Regions from separate parts of the Mus musculus genome. Here region 1 is linked to region 2. A link is a contact called in public HiChIP or PLAC-seq data. All regions are on one chromosome and are shown on one strand. Each heading gives the region's core, a stretch centred on a gene start, on an enhancer-like site or on the middle of the called end of the contact. The rest is flanking DNA. Distances are from core to core; before and after follow the strand shown. Region 1 overlaps Col22a1 (collagen, type XXII, alpha 1). Region 2 overlaps Fam135b (family with sequence similarity 135, member B).

Region 1 (5,115 bases), core at 1,142-3,641, 440 kb after region 2:
TGCATATCTTATTAAATGTCCGAGCCCCAATCCTAAGATCAATGAGTGACTCTGGCCCACATCCTCTCAACTCCATGTATCTGAGTTGGCATCCTAACTCTCACTGTATATGGGTGTGGCTACAGTTGAATTTGCTGCTTCCCATGTCTTAGTGTCCCCTGCAGCCCCTCACCAAGGCCTACAATAACACTTTCTTTATCCCACATTATGGCTGCATGCAATTTCAAATGAGGACAAGTAGCTCAGTCTTCAAGAAGCCACCAAAGCAGGATAAGAGCCTTCCTGACCCCCCTCAGCCCTCTCATCCCCTTCTCAACTACCTGCCTACTTTGCCGTTTCCTCATCCAATTGTCCCCTGATTCGAGAGCTGAAAGAGGCCAAGGAATGTACCACTAACAGTATTATGTCCTACAGTCTACCCTGTAGATGTGCCACAATTAAAATAATAAGGTACTGGCCATTCAGGTAAACTTGAGTAAATGAAGTGGGATTCTGTGTAGGGAGAGCTTTGGGTTTTCCCCTGCTGACTCAAGGGGATATTGCCTTTTTAGAACTGTAGTAGCTGGTGAATTGAGGGAGAGTTTGGCTGGTGTTCATCCATTTTCTTCTTCCTCTTGGGTATGCAACTAAGTTGATATTCTCCGGCCTTCTTGTCATGAACATCACTAGAATTTGGTGGCTGGACATAATAACCAATTTCCAGTGCTGGCCCCAAACATTTTCCTAACATCATCTTCCCTCTCTATCCCTACTCATCATGTATGCCAAGGCTTTGGGGAAAGACAGAGAAATACCAGGATAATATTGCTATCCCTGACTAGACCAGGACCCCACCCCAACACACACACACCCCAAGAGAAGACTTAGCCCTTGGCTAGGCCGGGTGAAAAACAGTACTTTTCTAATAATTTAATCAGTGTTACTGCTGTGGGTAGTACATCACCATCTCAAGAATTCCTGTATGAAAAAATGTGGGAGGGGTTGAGGTAACCAGAGATGCTTACAACCAAAAAAAAAAAAAACAAAAAAATAAAAACAAAAAAGTACATACCCTCTAAGTGGTCACAGGTACCATCTCCAATTTGCTTAGACAAGCACTCACCTTGATTCCTAAGGGACCAGGTAACCCAGGTGGTCCACGTAGTCCCTGTTGAAATGAACAACATAGATCCATGAGAGCTGAACCACTCAACACATACCAGGTTGCTGCCCTCTGCTGGAGCAGTAGTTGGAGAGCAATGTGAGTACATTCCATCATAGGTCCTGGGTGTGATTCCCGACTCTGCCACCTCCTGACCTTATTTGGACAAACACAAGTGTCACTGTTCCTTATTGTGTTTTTCTACTTCTGGTCTCCATGCTAAGGCCACCCAAAAGGAAGCAGCAAGATCAAGCTTCAAAGCCAGGCTCACTTGACCCCATGACCCCTAAACCTAGTCTCCTTCTTTATCACACTCTGGATAGGGACTCCATTTCTAGCTGATGAGCTTGGCCTAGTAAAGGCACTCATACACACACTTGAAATGTAAGTCTATTTTTGGCTGGAGGAGCTCAGTGTGGACCAAGAATCCTCTCTCTCTCTCTCTCTCTCTCTCTCTCTCTCTCTCTCTCTCTCTCTCTGTGTGTGTGTGTGTGTGTGTGTGTGTGTGTGTGTGTGTGTGTGTGTGCCACAACCACCACTGGGTACTCTGAAACTTGTTTGTTTCCCTTGGATCCTGAGCCTGCAGCCAGAACCCCGTGTGCTACGAGCTGGCTTAGTGTACAGCTACCCTGTGTGCCCATTTGCAGTTTTGCCCTGCCAGGGATCCAGTTTCCTGTGGTCAACCACAGGCTGAAAGGATTAAGTCACAGATTTCAGCAGTAATTCATGAGTTAGGAAACACTGAAAGTTTTCTACTTTCTTGTTATTTTTAAGCACGCTGATTGACGACAGGACTATGTCCCTGGGCCAAGAGACATCTTGTGCATCACCTAGGGCTTGCTTTCTAAAATAAGTCTTTGCTTTTGCTCTGTTCTCTTCTCCCCTGTCAGCCTGGCTTCCAAAAGCTCAAAGCATGTCAGCCCACCACTTACCGGCTCCCCATCCTTGCCCTTTCCTGGTGGCCCTGGGAGACCAGGAGCACCAGGATCTCCCCGTGGACCAGCTGGCCCTGGGCTGCCTTCTTCCCCTGCTGTTCCCTGGGGACAAAAAGAGGACCTTGATGAGCATTAGCAGCAGGCAGAACTCTGCTATCCAACGGCTAATCAGCCTGAGCCTGTGTGTGGCAGTGGCTTCCTGAGCTGTCTGTCCCTCTCTGAAGCATCAGAAGACAGACTGCTCAGTGGAAGTGAGAAGTTGAACTCTGTTCCCCACATTCACATGCTGAAGTCCTTTCCCCCAGCAGAGCCTCCACCAAGCCTCACCCTCCCTGTCTCTATCTCCTTCTCTAACAACAGTCATGATTGTTTTCCCACACAGTCAAGAGAAGGTGTTTGGCTCCCCCGAGAGGTCATATAGGCCAACAGCACACAGAAATATAATTTGAATATATCCCTTTTAAAATTAGATTAGAAATAATCTACTTGATGAATTTGGAGTGGCCCTCACCTCTAATCCCAGCATTTGGGAGGCTGAGGCAGGGGAATTGCCACAAATTCGAAGCTGGCATAAACTGCAGAGGGGGTTAAAGGCTGGCATGAGCCACAGAGTGAGATCCTATATAAGGCACCAGCCACATTTGGGCAGTTGTGTAGACTGCTGTAGATAACACATCTGGAGAAATGACACCACACTATCACCTCCTTGTCACATATTCTCTCCCCAGGCCATGCCCCTGCCTACAGTCCTTGGGGTGATGTTCATATGCGTGGACCAAAGCTCCTTATGCCATCCTCTCTTCACAGCTAAGCAAATTCAAGTGTAGAGAGAGTGCCATTTGCTAGGGTGATGGTTTCTCAGCCTTGGTCTTGTTGACACTGAGTATGGCTGAACCTTGTCTGTTGTGAGTGTTTCGGACAGTATCCTTCCCTGTGTTTTGTGATAGTTGAGGGAGGATCCTGTTCTGTATATGCTAAGCTAGGTGCAGCTCCTCTCCTTGGCACAGGGATCACCAAATGTCATGAGGAGGTGGGACTGTTCCTACTGAAAACCACTGTTCTGACCCTATTTCAGAGGCCCACAACTCGGACATGGAACCAGCCTTTGATGAGTCTGAAACTCAAACTCTCCTTTGGGTACCGATGAACACCATGGGTTTGCCAAGCTTTGCCTCAGCATCGATAGCATGGATGAGAACCTTCCTTAAAGCACACAGCCATGTCAGAGCAATGTGCAGAGGGACTGCACAGGATGCCTTGTTCTTCCTAAGCCTGTGGGCTCTTTCTAGTTGATAAAAAGAGGGATCTTGTCTCCCTCTTCGATATAATAAGCAAAACACTTTCCCAGGCTTGGGAAGGGTTCCCTGGAAACCATGATGCTCAGTGGATAAGTGGATCACTGAATTAAAAGTGGAGTATACCCTGAGATCCAGATCTGCTGCTCACCAGCCCTGAGATATAGAGCAAATAAAGTCCCTCAGAGCTTCTGTCTACAACTGTAAAGGGGACATTGCTCTGAACCCCCGGTGAGCAATGAAGGTGAGAGGATATGAGAGCTTACGTTCCCCTCTCAGCCATATAATCCCTTCTGATGCCTGGGTCCTAAACCAGTCCTGAGCAGTTTGAGTTCCTCACCCACTGGCCCAGTGAAGCCTAAAACAACAGATGCCTTTCTGCAATCTACATCCCTCTTACCTTCTCTCCACGCTCCCCATCTTTCCCAGGGGCACCCCTGACACCAGGAGAACCCTGAAAATAAGAAAGGTTATTCACAGTTTTTTGATGGACATTAGCCCCCAGGGTTATGTCAACAGGCCCCTTTCACTTCTGCTCACATGTTCCCCCATCCAGTCTTAAACTGACTGATGCCCATGTCCTTGCCTGAGTCTGGTCCTGGAGCTTATAACAACAAAACAGGTATGGTCTGCTGAGTGCTTGTCCTCAACAGCCTTAGTCTTTGGGTAAGCAGACCAAGCGAGGACTGGCACCAAGGTTTCCTTAAACTCAAAAATCTGACTTGGCGTCAGAGATCTACTCTTTTAGTGTCTGTGGGGTTCTCCCCAACACCTCAAGGAAAACTTGAGGATAAACACTGTGCGGACACAGCAGTGGGGAACTTATGGTCATGAGAAAGAGAACAGCTAGCTAGTGACACTGACAACTGGAGCTCGGCCCTGTTGAGGACTGTGGAGAATACCAAGGACACCCTGCAGGGTTACCTCACCTTGGAGCAAAGAACTAGGCTACCAGGGATGGACAGATGGGTCCGTGGTTAAGAGCACTCACTGCCCTTCAAGAGAAACCGGAGCAATAAGTACTCAATTCCCAACACCTGCATGGTGTCTCGCAACTACATATAGTTCCACCTCCAGGATCTCTGAAACCCTCTTCTGGCCTGCACAGGCACTAGCACACAGTGTTACAAGGATGTGCATGCAGTCAAACATCCATACACAAAGAAATCATTTTGTTATATTTAAATAGATGGGCTGTTTCTTCCCTTGTCACCCAAGAGCTACTTCAGGTGACAATTCGGGCCCCTTTCTATGCCTGACTAGACAGAATGCTCTCCAAACGCTAGATAAAATGGGCAAAAGAAATCAGGATTGGTTGGCACTAATTATGTATGTAAAGTGGTGAAAGAAGGACTATACAGCAAAGAGCTACTTCAACCACTTTCCCCAGGACTCAGTCCCTTCCTGCCTCCATTGCCTCCTGCATAAAATGAGGTCAGATCTACCGAACAGGCTTGTGTGGATAAATAAACAAACACATCCGAGTCATGCATTAAAAATCTAAATGCCACGCATCTGTCCATGGAGTCACAGACACCTGGGAAGGTTTAGAAGTGAGGAAGCCTGGCCTTGTGGCAGGATCTTTGATCACACTGTGAACACCAAGATTGCACAATTTACTGAAGAAAGAAAGAAAGAAAGAAAGAAAGAAAGAAAGAAAGAAAGAAAGAAAGAAAGAAAGAGAGAGAGAGAGAGAGAGAGAGAGAGAGAGAGAGCGAGAGGGAGGGAGGGAGGGAGGGAGGGA
Region 2 (4,875 bases), core at 1,749-4,248:
CCATAAAAAGCATAGAGGGCATAGAGGAGGGCATAGAGGGTAGAGCCCATTTCCCAAGTCTGTGTTCATTCTATTTTTCATGGACAACATACAAACTGAGATTACCATTTCCAGTCATCTGACAAGCAAATGGATGCTCATATCACATAAAGAAGATAATCTATACTGTTACCAGGAGTGTGTGTGTGTGTGTGTGTGTGTGTGTACCCAGACTGTGTGCTCATACCACCATTCCATTCTAGAATCAGTGCAGCAGTGTGCTAACCTCAGCAAGAGCCCAGCTGTTGCTCATAAATGTACTCAGGATTTCATAAATGTACTTTCACTTTGAAAATGAGAAAGTCCCTTTCAAGAGGACCTATAGCTTACTTACCTGTGTGTCTGTCCTTGAGGGCGGTTTTACACATTTCAATCCTGGCTGAATGAAATGGCACATAGCGGTCTTGGGGAGAAGCAACCAGAACGACGTTTTTAAAATACTGCAGCCCTGTAACAAGAAGGAAGGTGACCACTTTCTACCCAAGCCCTTTATACAGACACAGTCTCTGAGTTGTATACATTTTGAGGTCTTTCCCAGAAAAGGGCATGAAGATACCCGACAGAGTGTTGTGCCTTTGCTTGGGGCTGTTGATCTGAGTCCTACCAAATACAGTTGCAAGGAGGTTTATCAGGCACCTGTGGGAAGCTAACAAAGGAACTCAGTATATTGGGGCTCTTGTGGTTTGGACATAAGATAAATTTCTTGACCTTAAGAGTAATAGAAGTCAAGGAGGCTCATGGGAGTTTCACTGTGAACATGCAGGAAAGCAAAGAAGGGTGCCTAGCCCTGAGAACAAAACATGCCTCCATGGGCTAGAAAATTATAAAGCCCATGAGAAAAAGTTTTTTACTATTTCCCTTTATTTCTGACTTCCTAATTTTACTGTCACATGCAGCAGCAAAGCAGCCTCCAGGCCCCTTGCCTGTTTCCAGCCTTGCTTCCTCCAGCTTCAACCCCTCCAGCCTTGTTTTTTCCAGTGTTGCCTTCCTACATTGTCACCCACAGGGAGAATACAAGATCTCCTAGCTCAAATGTCAGCTCAGCACAGTGATGCAGCCTTCAGTGTTCATCATCGACAGCTGGGACAGAGCATGGCATACCACATGCAGCCTTCGCCTCCAGATGGAGCTCTTCTTGCCCTACCTATCCTACTAACTTGTCTACCTTACCCTTAGCCGAACAAGATATTGGCTGACAGCTCAAGGCTGACCCTCACTCTATAGGTCCCCACATCCATATCCAATATCACAGCTCAGCATCACACACTGGGGCAGAATTCAGGGCAATGGCTGGCTGATATGGGCCCAGGAAGGATCAAGGTAACCCCATAATCAACTTCAGTACAACATTGTAACAGGATGTTAGCTCTTCACCTCTCCATGGCTGAAGCAAGCTGAGACCTCTTTGTTGACATCTTTGCAATTCGCCATATTTGTATGCCTAGTTCTACCTCTCTTTCTTCCCACAGGATTTATCTGAATATGTCCTCTTGGCCCAGAGAGACAAAGGTATAAAAGTACAGGCTATAAATGAATCGGATCCAGGGGTATCAACACGTGATTATATGATGCATCTGGGCAGGCCTGTTGTGCAGCAGTGCTGTGTAGGCCAATTAGTTGGTGGCCCTGCTCCCTTCGCAGACATGGACAAGTGGTCCATGATTGATGCTTTCCTCTACTGTGGTCTCTATGATCTAGGCTGAGTTTTTACGCTACTCTTTGCATTATCATCACAGGGTGGGGGGAAATATAAAAGGAGGCTCCTGTGGGAACACATACAATACTCTACTCACTCTTTTTGAGGATGGATCTACACAGGTGAAGGGGAAACACAGTACTGGGCCTGTCAGCATAGTACACTACATGACTGACAGGAAATAGAAGTCACAGCTTCTGGGCACTGCATTGACCCTATACACGCTGTGTCACACAGAGTATGTTTGAGGCATGCTGACGTGCTGATCCCCTCAGCAGGTTGAAGAGACACCGCTAGACATCTCACTATACCTCACAGAAACAAATGAACACAGCATCAGGGATGTTCTGTTTTCAACTCTCAACCTCAGGTGACAAGCAAATCACACACCTGTTTTTTGGCTAAGTTGGTAAAGGAAACATTTGCGCAGATCAGCATTATCCCTGAAGGTCAGCTGCAAAAGGGAGCCAGATTTCTTCAGTTTCTGCATGAGCCACAAACCTAGGCAAAGAGAAATGAAGATTTAAAAACAGGACAAAACAAAGCCAGAGAAGATATTTTTCAGTTAGCTTTAAATAAAGAGAGCAATGAGAAATTTATCAGAAAATTAAGAGTTAAATTTTGTATAGTTTGTTTTAATTTTGGGTTGTATGGGTATTAGGTGTGAGTGTGCACAGAGACAAGAATATCAGGTGTCTAATGAATATCAGATACCTGATCTACCACACTTATTTTATTGAACACTGAGGAAGGCTGAGGGCAGCAAGCCCTAGGACCCTTCCCATCTCCATCTCCTCTCCCCAGAGCATTGGGCTTACAGCTGTGGAGGGGCACACATGGATTTCTTCGAGAGTACTAGAGACTTGAATCCACATCCTTATACATATGCAGCCAAGGTTCTTATCTATGATTCATGCCTCAGTCCCAAAATTGAGAATTGGTAACAGAAGTATAAAATTGTTCTGAAAAATGATATAGCAACAGGTTTCTTAGTTGATAAAACAAGGCATTCTGTGATCTCTGTTTGGGCTCCTTCAGTGAGGGAAGCCAAAGGAAATGGTACCCAATTCAGGTCCATAGACTAGAAAACTAGAATAGATTTACAGAGACAATGCAATGTGTAAGTAAATGCTTACAAGGGGACACTATGTATCACCAACCAAGGAATGAATGACCCAGAACACGGGTTGGTGAGTTTGCCTTGTAACTTTCCTTTTTAATTCTCAACATGCGTTCACCCACTTACACAACCATGAATGTATGCAGCATGAGCACACCCATGTGAGTCAGATCTCTGTGCAGGGAAATTCCCCATCTGCAGGGTCAGTACACCAAGGATTAAAAGTATTTTTTCAATAGTTGTATCGACTGAGCACATGCAGGGGTTTTTTCTAGATATCAACCATAGACAACATTGTGCTTCAATTTCTTATATAACACTTGTAATTTTTTAGGAATTAAATCAGTCTGGAGATGATATAAAGTATGAAAAGGTTTGTCTAGGTTACATGTAGAAACTATGAGCTGGGCAGTGGTGGCGCATGCCTTTAATCCCAGCACTTGGGAGGCAGAGGCAGGCAGATTTCTGAGTTCCAGGCCAGCCTGGTATAAAGTGAGTTCCAGGACAGCCAAGGCTATGCAGAGGAAACCCTGTCTCGAAAAAACAACAACAACAAAAAACTTTAAAAAAGAAAGAAACAAACAAACTATGGGACTTTACATGACAGACTTAAGAATTTATAACTTTTGGTATCTGTAAGTGTCATAGAAGCAATCAGAAATAGATACTAAAAAAGAAATATGAATAAATACATTACATGCATGTTTATACATATATGCAAACATATGTGTTTATATACATTCATATAATATACACACTAGAAACATGTATACTCATATGGCATATGCATGTAGACAAACATCTTGATTTCAGAGAGAGCTAATGAATATTATAGGGTAAGAGGCCTTAGTCAAATTCAACAATTAGAAAATAGCTTCCACAAGTGAGAGCAAACACACAGTGTTTGTCCATCTGGCCTTGGGTATTAGCTTAACATGCTATTTTTCAGTTCTGTCTGGTTATATTTTCAAATTTCATCATTTCATTTCATTTCCTTTGTATCTGAATAAAAATTCCATTGTGTATATGTACCACATTTCTATACTGAATCTTCATACCCCAACCCCCAACTTTCATCCATTTGTGAGAGTTATAATATTTCATCTATAACTTCTGTCTCCAGCTCTAAGTTCCTGATGCCTCTGATAAATTTTGGAGAGTAATGAGGGTGTAGAAGACTTACCAGTACTAACCAGGGTGCTATTGTTGTACAGAGTCCCCAGGTGAGGTCCAGACAATGACAAGAATGTGTGGAGTTTGTTGAGGTAATACCGGAACCGGGGTCTTGTAAGGACGGATCTGATGATAATGTTGCCAAGAGAATGGCCGATGAAGCTGTTTAGAGGCAGGAATGACACTTGTCAATGACAACAGGGGACTGATGCTCAGGAACAGATTGGGATGAGAAAGACCAAGGTCTTAGCACTGTCCACCTCCCCAGGTGCAGAGGCCCTAGCACAATACATGAGGACTATGGATTGGTTTTCATCTGGCGCTTGGGAATGGGAGCTCTATGTCAGTATGGAGAGCTGTGGGAGAATGGCTGTGTTTGCCTCAGATCTCTATTACTATAGCAGTTCCCCTTGATCTTTGGTTCTCGGGCCTCTTCTAAGCCCATCTAGTGACAGCATGGAGTCCTTACTCAAGTCTATATATCTAAATATTGTGCTCTCCTGGTCCCTTCAAACTAAAATACTGGACCCTTACACTTTCCTAAGAGACTATTAACCTCAGCTCCAATTACTGCTCTGACTCCACTCGTCCCCTCATCTCTCTGCACAGGTATTGAGCTGCCTGCCCCCACTTACACTGACTGACTGGCTATCTTCCTACATGCCCTGTTCAAGATTCCTGCTTCCTTCAGATCCATAAATTCAATATGTCATTCATATTTCAATTAACTATTTATCAAAACACTATATCATGATAGGCATGCTGCCTTACCTCCTCTCACAATAAGTATAACACCAGCAAAGTAAAGATAAAGGTGTTAGCCTACACAGTTGGAGTGCCTGAACTG

Evidence for each region. HiChIP or PLAC-seq counts read pairs in DNA pulled down with a chosen protein or histone mark.
Region 1: a CTCF HiChIP or PLAC-seq map of the NIH/3T3 cell line shows a contact between it and region 2, with 8 read pairs. The contact joins two enhancer-like sites. A contact is called at or near these places in 1 of 15 datasets of contacts at CTCF or cohesin (the NIH/3T3 cell line), 13 of 484 Hi-C or Micro-C datasets (LSK cells, the Patski cell line, embryonic fibroblasts and 9 more), 1 of 115 datasets of contacts at active chromatin or transcription factors (PVALB interneurons) and 2 of 9 other capture datasets (embryonic stem cells and pancreatic islet).

Annotation. Positions count from the first base shown.
Region 1 is chr15:71,888,415-71,893,529 of GRCm38.p6, forward strand. It overlaps Col22a1 (collagen, type XXII, alpha 1), which reads right to left. Exons shown (of 64, transcript NM_027174.1): 37 at 3,772-3,825; 38 at 2,074-2,178; 39 at 1,103-1,147. Among named protein-coding and RNA genes, the nearest start is that of Col22a1, 140 kb to the right of the region's middle. Within about 2 kb of position 2,392, at least 36 of the 459 cell types and tissues checked have an H3K27ac peak or open chromatin away from gene starts, as enhancers often do. A contact at or near this core is called in the NIH/3T3 cell line, where this site is marked.
Region 2 is chr15:71,448,298-71,453,172 of GRCm38.p6, forward strand. It overlaps Fam135b (family with sequence similarity 135, member B), which reads right to left. Exons shown (of 20, transcript NM_177819.3): 17 at 4,039-4,190; 18 at 2,126-2,236; 19 at 374-487. Among named protein-coding and RNA genes, the nearest start is that of Fam135b, 280 kb to the right of the region's middle. Within about 2 kb of position 2,999, at least 3 of the 459 cell types and tissues checked have an H3K27ac peak or open chromatin away from gene starts, as enhancers often do. A contact at or near this core is called in the NIH/3T3 cell line, where this site is marked.